Linked DNA regions of Zea mays: region 1 is linked to region 2. A link is a contact called in public Hi-C data. All regions are on one chromosome and are shown on one strand. The core of a region is the stretch at or near the end of the contact, and the rest is flanking DNA. Distances in the headings are between cores, read along the strand shown.

Region 1 (5,786 bases), core at 2,509-5,008, 130 kb before region 2:
TCGGGCTCAGCCCCGGAAGACGACGAACTCCGCTCCGCCCGACCCCAGGGCTCGGACTCGGGCTCAGCCCCTGAAGACGACGAACTCCGATCCGCCCGACCCCAGGGCTCGGACTCGGGCTCAGCCCCGGAAGACGACGAACTCCACTTCGCCCGACCCCAGGGCTCGGACTCAGCCCTAGCCTCAGCCGACGGTCTCCGCCTCGCCCGACCCAGGGGCTCGGACTCGACCTCGGCCTCGGAAGACAGACTCGACCTCGACCTCAGAGGAGCCTCCACATCGCCCAACCTAGGGCACGGACCGACCACGTCAACAGGAGGCGCCATCATTACCCTACCCCAAGCTGACTCAGGCTACGGGGAACAAGACCGGCGTCCCATCTGGCTCGCTCCGCTAGATAAGTAATGATGGCGCCCCGCACGCTCTATGACGACGGCGGCTCTCAGCCCCCTTACGGAAGCAAGAGGACGTCAGCAAGGACTCGACCGCCCCGGCAGCTGTCCTTCCGCCAGGCTCCAGCGCTCCTCCGACGGCCACGACACCACATGAACCGGGTGCCAAGACCTCTCCGGCTGCCACGATGGCATGTACTTAGGGCGCTAGCTCTCCTCCGCTAGACACGTTAGCACACTGCTACACCCCCATTGTATACCTGGATCCTCTCCTTGCGCCTATAAAAGGAAGGACCAGGGCCCTCTTACAGAGGGTTGGCCACGCGGGGAAAGGACGGGACAGGCGCTCGCGTGAGGTCGCTCGCTCCCTCCCGCGTGGACGCTTGTAACCCCCTACTGCAAGCGCACCCGACCTGGGCGCGGGACGAACACGAAGGCCGCGGGATTTCCACCTCTCACGCCCGTCTCCCTCCGGCCGCCTTCCCCCCTTCGCGCTCCGTCTCGCGCCGACCCATCTGGGCTGGGGCACGCGGCGACAATTCACTCGTCGGTCCAGGGACCCCCCGGTCTCGAAACGCCGACAGAATAGCAAGGGAATTGTAGCCCCTCCAATTCCCCTGATATTTTTGCTCCCAAATTAAAAAATACTAACTACACTCTGACATGTTTATATAAAAACTTTGAAAATGCTAACTATGCTCTAACGCGTTTGATAAAACATTTGAGAGCTAGCTGGCTTCAAAAGAGATAAGAAAATAATCTCGATGCATATTTTCAGACGTATCTAGCGAGACACTAGACATCACTAGATGTGAGAATGGCCTGATTTTAGATAACATATTTTATCAATATATCATGGTGTCCGACGTGCACCGGACATGCAACGCCAAACACGAAACTCTAAGAGTATGTCAACCGTGTATAGTAGCCGTATAAGGCATTGAACGTGTCCAACATAACATCAGATATCACAACAGACTAGTTACTCAGAGAGCTTAGAAACCTACATATTTTAGCCTATAACTCACCAGACATGTCCGGTGACTTGTCCATTGACTACACAAGACGCCTAACAACTAGTTTATAGTCATTGGAGATATACCCACTGAAAGGGCATCGATGTATCTAGCGCAGTCCCCAATTTTAGCGTTTTCAAGAGGTAATTGTTCAAATCTTTGTGAGGTTATAAATTGACCCTTGGTCGGTATCCCTCGACAACTAACACTTACATACACCTTTTGAGGTTTAAGAAACACACCCCAATCACTTGAAACCCATAATTCATCACCTGGTGAGATTGGAGCACTCCTAGTGTATTGTATTGAGTTCATGTACCTTATGACACTAGTTGAATGAGTTAGGGTGGTTTTGTTTTTATTACTCTTGATGATTGTCGTCAGCTAGACAGTCTGTAGATCGTTGGAATCATTGAGCATCTATTGGAGATTGTAGTTGGCTTCAATCATTCCTGCAAGGGGCTCCTATGCTCTTTCCTCGTGGCTGATTTACGAAAAGCAACTTTAGTGTAATAGTGACTTATTGGAGTGTCGCTTTAGAGTGATCATTACAGTGCCCTTATTATGGACTTGACTATAACGTTAATTAGCACATGAACCAACTAGTTTGGATTCACCATAAGGAGAATGTAGGTTGTCTATAAACAACCAAACCTTGGGGTTAAATATTATGTTTCTTACCTCATGTGGTTTACATCCCAAACTATTCTTACAATTATATTTACTAGTTGTATCATACTAGTTCATCTATTTTTGTGCAAGTAGCTTTATCTCTTACTTGTGTGTAGCTTGTCCTTTACCACTATTTAATCCACCACTTTAAACTTTTCAAACCCACTCAACCAAATCACTCACACACCCATAACCTACACTAATTCCACTAAACAAATTGCATCCAGACTTAACACGCCATCAAAACCAACGGTTCAGATCGCTGGATAATCCCCCCACTTATTCACTTAAATCCAATGGACAATATTATTTGGATCATCTATCCCCCTCTCACTCCCACGTGACCCCCGCCGCCCCAGCCTCTCTCCCTCACTCGCGCCGCCACCGTCAACCCCTCCCCTCGCGCCGCCGCAATCGACCCCCTCCCCGGGATCATAGCGTTAGCACAGGCTACATGTTAGTCTTTCATAAACCAATAGTTTGTTTAGAGAGATAGCCTAGAGCAAAACTAGAGCAATCAATCACTCCCCTCTAGCCATCAAGGTCCAAACAAAGAGCTAAGTTGTGAATTGTACAACAAAGACAAGTCATACAATAGTATGGTTGTTTCATAGTCCTAAATTTCAGCTCATAAGGCGGTCGTTTCACGAAACAATGACCTTGTTCTCTCTCCACTCTCTATTTTCTCTACATAAAAAGGTCCTATATGACACTGTTTAAGATAGAGTATGAGGCGGCTAACATATAGCAATATACTTTGCCCTTATATGAGAGGAATATGAGGAGTTTGTAGCTAAAGTTGTAGCTAAAAAAAGATACCAAATGAGCCCAATGAAATGTTAAGGATTTTCCTATAGTTTTTTTCAACCACCGGTTGAAGGTATTGGACACATTAAGAATAAAAAATCAAATTTAGTGTGACTTTACCAAAAATTGCTCAAGGTAGTTTTTATGTCCTAATTTATAAATTATTTTATTTACAAAACATCTTATATTTAATTAATATATAATATATAATAAAACAATGCTATTTAAAATACTAAATAAATATTATTAGAATTTTAATTAACTGTGTTTTTGTATTATGCTTCTTTAATTCCATAAATATTCATATTTTTATCAAATTCGAGATATTTGATTCTCTAAAAAAACTTATAATTTGGAATAAAAGGAGATTTACCTTCCATGGAACTGATTCTGAAGTAATTGATACTGTACTTTAAGAGTAATTCGTGATCAAAATATGCTGGTAAAGTTTTTTTCCCTGATTTCTAAATCCTAATACGCGTTATAAAAAGAAAAAAAATGCTCTATGAAATTTTCATTCTTCATATATATGATGACTAAAAATCTACTCCGTATTTTTTTTTGTCGCCCATACCTCTCGTACCCATTCAATTAAGAAAATCACATATCTCTAGCAGTATATAATAAACAAAATAAAAAGAGAGAAAAAACAGCGTAACGTAACAGCCTTCCCCTAAACCAGAGGCCTCTCTGCCTCTAGAAAAACAGCGTTCCCACCTTTGTGCCGTGAACGTAGCATTTGCTCCGAGTCCACCATTAAAGTAGTAGTCGTCGTCTCCCTCCTGCCTCTCGTGTTTCCTCTCCTCTGCTTCGGTTACGTCGAACCTGCATAAAGCCGCCCTCCCCTCGCTCGCCTATGGTGTGACTCACGAAACGCATAGACACGACACGACACGACACGGCACGACACGCCGGAGAAGAGGAGAGAGGCGGAACGATCGGAGGGGAGGTAGATGAAGCCCAAGAACGGCGGCCTGGCCTCGGACAGGAGGCTGCTCTCGCGCCGGATACTGATCCTCTGCTTCCTCAGCTTCTTCCTCGGCATACTCGTCACGGACCTGTGAGTCAATATAGTAGATCGGTTTCTCTTCCGCTTTCTCTGTTGGAGCCATCCATGCCCGGTGAGTTCTGTCTGTGTGCCGCGAGCGACTGCAAGGCTCACGGGTTCTGCGGCGGCGATGGTTCTCGTGGCAGGTTTGGATCGGTGCCGAGCCCGGTCGTGGTGCAGACGGGGTGGCACGAGCACGAGCACGAGCACGACACGGAGCTGCAGAGCCTTTCCGAGGATTTTGTTGCCAAGCCGGTACGGCCGCCTAACCCCTGGATTTTGTGCTGTATTATTCTTTTGTTTGTTATCCCTTTTTTTATATATATTTTGCTCTATAAATCCCTAAACCTAACCAGCTTGCTACAATGCTACTTCAGAGACATTGTTGAATTCGACATTGCTGCAGGCATCGTATTCGACATTGCTTTTTTTTTAAAAAAAAAACTATCTCCTGCATTTGACTGTATTTTTCCATAAAGCACATGGAATGGACTGCGAAAACGTAAAGCAAGCTTTTCAACGTAAAGTGATTGTGTAACCTCCCTCTCTTGGTTTCAGAAACCGGCAGAAGACAGGGACATTATGGGAGAGGTGTCGAAGACTCACGAGGCCATACAGTAAGTCAGCAACGACATAGAAAACTGGCTATAGAAACTGTTCCTCGTCTACAGCTAGCCGGTGGCCTCTCTGACTGCCAGCCAGTTTGGGACTAATAATCTGGGTATCATTCTGTGTCCGTCCAGATACTTGGAGAAGTCAATTGACACACTGCAGATGGAGCTGGCAGCGAAGCGCAGCATCAACGAGCTTCACGGGGAAAGTACAGGTGGTGGCGTAAGTAAGCAGAGGAGAAGGGTGTTCGTGGTGATCGGGGTCAACACCGCCTTCAGCAGCAGGAAGCGTCGGGATTCCGTGAGGGAGACCTGGATGCCTCAAGGTTCGTGATTCTTTGTCTTTCCCCCGGACTGATGCAGAGGAAATGATGATGATGCAGGATTCTCTCTGTTTATTTATTTTTATATATTTTCTTGAAAGATCCAATGGCGCAGGAAATATCCATTAGGGCTGACTGCTATTTCTCTTTTGTTTTACTGTGCTTGTCTGACCTGCTGTTTATCAGGTGAGAAGCTCAAGAAACTGGAGGAGAAGGGAATCGTCGTCCGGTTTACGATAGGGCATAGGTATGCTTTAACTGTATCGCCTTTCAGTCTAACGTTCGCGAAAACGTTACGAACGCATGTTTTACATATATTCAATAGTTTATGCATTCACTGAAGTAAAAAAAAAAAAACTGGTTTTTTTTTCTTCTCTATGCGTTGTTGCAGCGCTACATCGAACAACGTCCTTGACAAAGCTATAGACGCGGAGGATGAAATTCATGGCGACTTTCTTAGGCTGGTACGATGATCTCCACTGAAGCCACGGCCACGGGTGTACTCCGTTGAAGCACAGAACACCCAAAATCTATGCTCGATCTGCAGCTGAACTGTGCATATATGCTTCGCAGGACCATGTCGAAGGGTACCACAAGCTGTCTGCGAAGACCAAGACATTCTTCTCAACTGCCGTGGCCTTATGGGACGCGGATTTCTATGTCAAGGTGGACGACGATGTTCACCTGAACCTAGGTAAACTACGTGCTCCCTTGCTCCGATCCGGTAACAAAACGCACCTCCAAGAGTTCAGTGTTCGTTTAGAGAAGACAGAAACCTGTCCAGAAACCTTCATGGCGTAAAATGTGCAGGGATGCTCGTCGCCACCCTCGGCCGGCACAAGCTGAAGCCACGGGTGTACATTGGCTGCATGAAGTCGGGACCGGTCCTCTCCGACAAGTATAAATTCCTCTGAAAA
Region 2 (6,088 bases), core at 1,356-3,855:
GGCCATTGTCACTTTCCTTCATAGACGAATACAGTACTCCGTATTTGCATGAGTTCGCGATAATACATGGACGACAGATAGAACGAAGGATGACAAAAAAATTACACGCCGCGCAAAAAAATAACTGACTGTTTCCGTACAAAAGAATCCCCTTTCGGAACAAGCTATGCTAGAGTATCCTCTCGCTGTCTCGCAGGCAGCCCAATCTACCAGTCTACCACAGCAGGCTGGCGACGAGGCAGAGATAAGCGACCTGTGCAAGAGCGTCACTGCCGACGTGTGAACCTGCCGTCGGCGGCCCTGAACTCACCGGCGGGCTGCTTGTCGGCGCCATGCCAGCCATCTGCGGACCCATGCCGCCTTCGGACGCCATCGGCGTCGGCGACGGGCCGAGGTAGGTCTCGAAGAACGACGACGTCGGCGGCGGCATCAGCGGAGGGAACTGGTGCGGGCCTGCAGGAACGAACGACACAGCGTTTACTCATTTATTTATTTGCTTTTATATCCAGGTTGGAAACAACAGTGGCAAGAGGAATGATAAGTGTGACCTGGGCACTGGGGTTTCAGCGACGTCGTTAACCTGCCAGCAAGATGCAAATAAGAGACGGTGTTGTTGGTCAAGCCTAGCTCAGAGCAGAGCACGAAGACGAGAGGTGAGAGATTCGGGTTCGTTCGGACAAACGCTTACGTGGCGAGGATGGTCCCGTTGGCGTACCCGCCGTAGCTGCAGGAGGTGACGCTGCAGCCGGCGCTGGTCATGAGGAGGGTGAAGTTGCCGAGCATCATGCTGCTGTTGCTGCACTGCATGCTGGAGCACGTGGAGTCGGCCAGCGGCGCCGGCACGCAGAACAGGCTGCAACGAGCGAGCGGCAAGGGTCGATCAGAAACACGACACGGCTGGAGCTGGCGCGCAGATGAGGCAAGGAGAGACTGGAGACTGGAGAGTGGAGACGACGCCTACTCCAGGTTTCCAGGGCCGCAGCTGCACTGCACGCAGCGGTTGGCGGTGACCGCGTACGTCCCGTTGGCCACCGCCAGGCCGGCGTCCGACGCGAACGCGGGGAACGACGAGGCGCACGCTGCAACAGTGAGTGAAGAAGAGCACATGGCAGATGTCGGTCAGTGATCAATCATGCAACGTAACCGTCCTGTTTTGTTCGTCCGTGATTATTATTATATATCTGTCTGGGGAGAATAACCTTGTGGCTTTCTTTACGCAAGAACAATTCCATCATAATACAATACAACTGGCAGTGGATGTTGATGGAGCGCACTGTTATGTCGCTACTGGACAATATTTGCAGTGTTCCAAACACAGCACTGAAGTCACCTTTTGCTTTTGGCGCAGCGATAGCGCCTTAGCGGTATACCGTACTTGCCTCATTCTTTTAGCACCCCCCCCCCCCCCCCCCCCCCCCTCCATCCCCTTCTCCATGTGCAAAGAAAAAAAAACTGACGGGCCCTTGCCAATATACAACTGCACGGCCAGCACCACTGAACTACCGCAGAAATGTTGCGCCATCAAGCGACACTTCAAAGCTAGACAGCTACTGGTAGTAATAATGGCTGCACTGCTACGCGAGCAAGCAATTTTTACCGACCAATTTTGTCGGCGAGCGTCGGATCTAACCAACCAACCGACCGACCACGCACGGTACGTACATCTCAGACCGAGCAACGGTCCACGCCAGCAACGCCAAAAACCAGATCCAAAGAAACACGTGCCGGCGGCTTAGTACCCAAAGGCTAGCAGAGCAGAGAGCTCACCGGGCAGCGGCACGACGATGATGTCCCCGGCGGCGACGTCGGCGGTGGCCAGGTCGTTGACGCTCATCAGGTCGTTGCCCGTGGTGCGGAACCTCCGCGCGATGGCCGGCACCGTGTCGCCCTCGGCCACCGGGTACGTCAGGAACACGGCGGGGGCGCCGCTGTCGGCGCCGCCGAAGCAGGCGCAGTGCAGCGGCACGAACAGCGTGGTCCCGGCGTCGAGGGCGGCGTCCTCCTCCTCGGCCATGCCGTTGGAGTCGCGGATCCAGTCGGCCGTGGTGAGCCCGCCGTAGACGCTGCCGGCCACGGACGCCAGCGTGTCCCCCGCCCGCGCCACGTACCGCGCGGAGGTGGCCTTGCGGATGCCGTCGGAGCAGGCGCACGGCACCGGCACGCGCAGCGCGAGCCCCGCCGGGAGAATGCGGTCGCCCGGGTCCGGGACCGCGAAGTCCATGGCGTTGGCGGCCAGGATGGCCAGCGGGTCGGCCGCGAACAGCGCGGCCAGCTCCGCAAGCTTCAGGTCCGCGTACAGCGTGTAGGAGAGCAGCGCCGGGCAGGCGCTGGAGGAGGCGCAGGACTCCAGCGTCGACTTCGACAGGGCAGTCGGCACGCCGGAGCCGGACAGCAGCAGGACGAAGAGGGCGAGGCGGGGTACCAGCACCAGGGACGCCGCTGCTGCCCGCATGGTCGGCCGCGGGTCGCCTGAGTCACTGAGAGTGGAGAACGAGACTAGAGAAACGCGACCCCTCCGTGTGCCGGACGCTGGGAATGCGTGCGTGCTTTGGATCTTGGCTTGGCCGGGGTCTCGTGTGTGTGTGAGTGCGTCCCCGCAGGATCCTCTGCGATTGCCAGTCTGGTGCAGTGCGCCAGGATCTGGATCACTGGTACTGCTAGAGCAGAGTGTAGTACGGATTAAGGATCCAGTGCTATCGCCCTAAACTTCTTCACTTATCCCATCCATGTTGGATGAAAACGGGACGGATACAGCCGGATATAGGGTCATCCTGTATCCTACCCTAATGTATTTATCTCGGATACGGGACCGGATACGGGTACTTCAGATTCGGGACGGATACAGGACGGGACCGGGTAATAATACGGGCGGATAAGAAACGGATAACGGATACTGATCGGGTATGTACCGGATAGTTGTCGGGTAGTTCGTATCGATGGCATTAATTGCCCAACCATCCAACAAACACATAAATTAAGCAATACATAATCATGTATATGATAGATCAAATGTGGAACCAACAACACAATATTAAAAAAATTCGACAGCATGTCCCCTCTTTTAGGCATAATCCACAAGTATATAACAGATAGATAGTAGATAAATGACATCATTTAACATGTTCAAGTGTTCAACACTTGCACATCACAAAATGAAACAACACAAATCACAATAGATAGAGTCATATGATCATGTCCAGTTCAGAACAACATAACAAGTGAAGAAGTGCAAACAAGAAAATATAGTTCCACAGCATTACAACAATAAATAACAAGTTCAACATCATCCATTCCATGGTAACTTGAAGTCGAACATCTCAAGTCCCAATTGCAAAATCATCCTCCAAGTCAACTACATCCATAGCTTCAGTTAAGGTTTTAATTTCAATCTCCAAATCTGAAATTAATAGAAAACATGTTATTGATCATGATGATGATGTGGATCATTACGCTATAAATATAACAATACCTTTCTCTGAAGCAATCTTCCAATCTTTACAACAAACCAATGCCTCAATAATTTCTGGTTTGAGCCTTGAACGGAATGCATCAACAATGCGTCCACCAGAGCTAAATGCAGACTCTGAAGCAACAGTAGAAACTTGCATAGACAAAACATCACGAGCAAGGGTTGAAAGAATAGGAAAATTTGTGACTTGCCCTTTCCACCATGATAGGACATCAAATGTTGCTTCATTGTCATTGACCTTCACTAGGTCCTCACTCATGTACAAATCCAACTCTGACACCTTCTTGTCATTGCTTGTTGTTACATACAACTCATCAAGATCAACCTCATCATCATCCTCATCCACCAAAGTATTTTTATGTCGAACAAACTCGCTCTCTTTTGAACTAGCACCTTTTGAGGTTTTTGTGGTTGATTTTGCAGTGATGACTGATGAATAATATGTAAATAATTCATTGATAACATTCATGAATACCAACTTCTCTAACTCAGCTTTATCAATGTCATACATCTTAGATATATATAGCTCAACCATCCTATGTTTGTATCTAGGATCAAGAAATGCTCCCACTGCCTTAATGATTTAATGAATTTCACAAAGTACTTGTGCTGAGCAATACTGAAAGGATATTCATGCATGATGATGGCATAATATAGAAGTCTCACACTGACATTCTCATCATATTTATATGTTCCTATGGAATTTCCACTCTGACTAAGGATTTGCTGGCCTTTCAAGATTTGATGCTTCAACTTTAAATGGTTACTAAAAGCCTTTGTACCATTACCACTTTCTGCCTTAGCTTTATGTGTACATCTATTGCATTTAGCCCATGGTTGCTTAATAATCGAACCATCAGATTGTTGAACCTCTAACTCATACCTTGTGAAGTGACCCCAAACCCATGAAGTGAGTTTTTTTCCAATCTTGACATCATTTTCTTCTTCGTTGTCTCCAATACTTCCTTGAGCAGTTGCACTTGCATTTGCGCATTGGCTATCACTTGGAGTGCTTGCACTTGCATTTGCGCTTTGACTTGCACTTGCATTTGCGCTTTGCACAGCTGTAACAAGTACAAACTAATGTTAATATACAATTACTAGTTGCATAGAGCCTGCGAAACTAATTTGTGCAAATTGAAAAATATACAAACCTTTTGCAAATGATGGCACTAAAACAATAGCTCTATCCTTGTTTGATCCTACTGACTTGGATGCCTTAAGCTTGCTCACAGGAGTAGTGGTTCGCTGTTTGACCGCACGATTCTCTACACCCATGAATTTCTTCTTCTTTCCAACAAGAGGGGTAGCAGCAACATTAGCACCATCAGAAGGTTCAACAGCAACTTGGTCATCGCAGCGAGCATTGCCATCATCTATAATTGGGGCTTGCACTTCATTCTCATTAGACCCATTCTCAATATCAACTCTAACATCCACATCCATAGCACTGCAAATCACACATGAGTACAAAAATTCAGTCCTTGGTGTCGTCTGTCGTGTACTCGTGTTTGGCTAATTGGCTGTTTGCTACCTCTACCTGGAAATCACAGATGAAGACATGAAGTGAAGTACCTTGTACCTGGCCGGCTGCTCTGCTGTGATGGTGTGGCCGGCCGCTGCGAGGCAGTGAGGTGGGGGGCCGACGGCGAGGCAGTGAGGTGGGGCCGTGGGGGCGGTGGTGTCGACGGCCTTCCCTTCCAGAAGCTGCTCGAGCTCGACTGCTCTCGTCCTCGTCCTGTCGTCCACGCGCCAAGTGCTAGCGCAGCGGTGAGCCGGTGATCGTGGCAGGCGGGAGTTCGTCCACCAGAGCGGCCCAGAGCGGCGGGCGGGAGTTCGTGGGCAGTGGGCTCGTGACGGGAGGCGGCGGCCGGGAGCACAGGAGACGGGACGACGTTCGTGGCGGGCGCCGGCGGCCGGGAATGGCGTCACGGCGGACCGGCGGTCGGCTGGGTGACTCCTGGCCGGCTGGCCTTGAGGGCTGGGTGTGCGTGTGGCGCTCGGCGGCTGGATGCCTGGATTGGATGCCTGCCTAACCCTAAAGGCCTAAACACCTGATGCTTGATGATGGGCCGGCCGATCAAGCAGCCCAACAGCCAATAGGAAGTAGGCCCAAGCTAAATCCAGAAACCGGGTACCCGCCCGAATAATACCCGTATCCTACCCGGGATTTTCGGGTACTGACCGGGTAATAGTGATTCCGTATCCTACCCGTATCCGGGAGCCAATATCCGGGTAGTACCCGTATCCGTCCCGCCAAATAAAATACCCGTTTCCGTATCCGAAAATTCGTCCCGTTTTGGTACCCGTATCCGGTACCCGTTCCGGGTACCCGTCCCGTTTTCATCCCTAGTTAGCGCCACACTTACGTAGTTACGTTCTCCTCTTTTGTTGTTTCGGAGCGCAGAGGCCAGAGGCTCTAGCACCACATCAACGCCACCACAGTTCCTATCTTCTAGACTGAAATATTCTTATTAAATTAAAAAAAGAACAATTACATGATTGGACTAACTCTATTTTACCTCTGTTTTTTGAACTTTACGTCGTTAGCCATTGCCCCTCTTTAATTCAAATTTTCAAATAATTAAAATTTAAAATTCATTAAATTCAAATGTTCAA

The links. Hi-C and Micro-C count contacts between places; a contact is called where the count stands out from the background.
Region 1: a contact with region 2 is called in a Hi-C map of endosperm, with 5 times the contacts expected there. The contact joins the promoter of LOC100274035 here to the promoter of LOC100191962 in region 2. A contact is called at or near these places in 2 of 25 Hi-C or Micro-C datasets (ear and endosperm).

Annotation. Positions count from the first base shown.
Region 1 is chr7:130,129,556-130,135,341 of Zm-B73-REFERENCE-NAM-5.0, reverse strand. It overlaps LOC100274035, which reads left to right and starts at 3,758. Exons shown (of 11, transcript NM_001148418.1): 1 at 3,758-3,947; 2 at 4,082-4,190; 3 at 4,494-4,552; 4 at 4,679-4,872; 5 at 5,056-5,116; 6 at 5,261-5,333; 7 at 5,443-5,563; 8 at 5,680-5,767. The coding sequence starts at 3,841.
Region 2 is chr7:129,995,892-130,001,979 of Zm-B73-REFERENCE-NAM-5.0, reverse strand. It overlaps LOC100191962 (LysM domain-containing GPI-anchored protein 1), which reads right to left and starts at 2,605. Exons shown (of 2, transcript NM_001137386.1): 1 at 1,768-2,605; 2 at 1-453. The coding sequence starts at 2,452. The coding sequence ends at 215.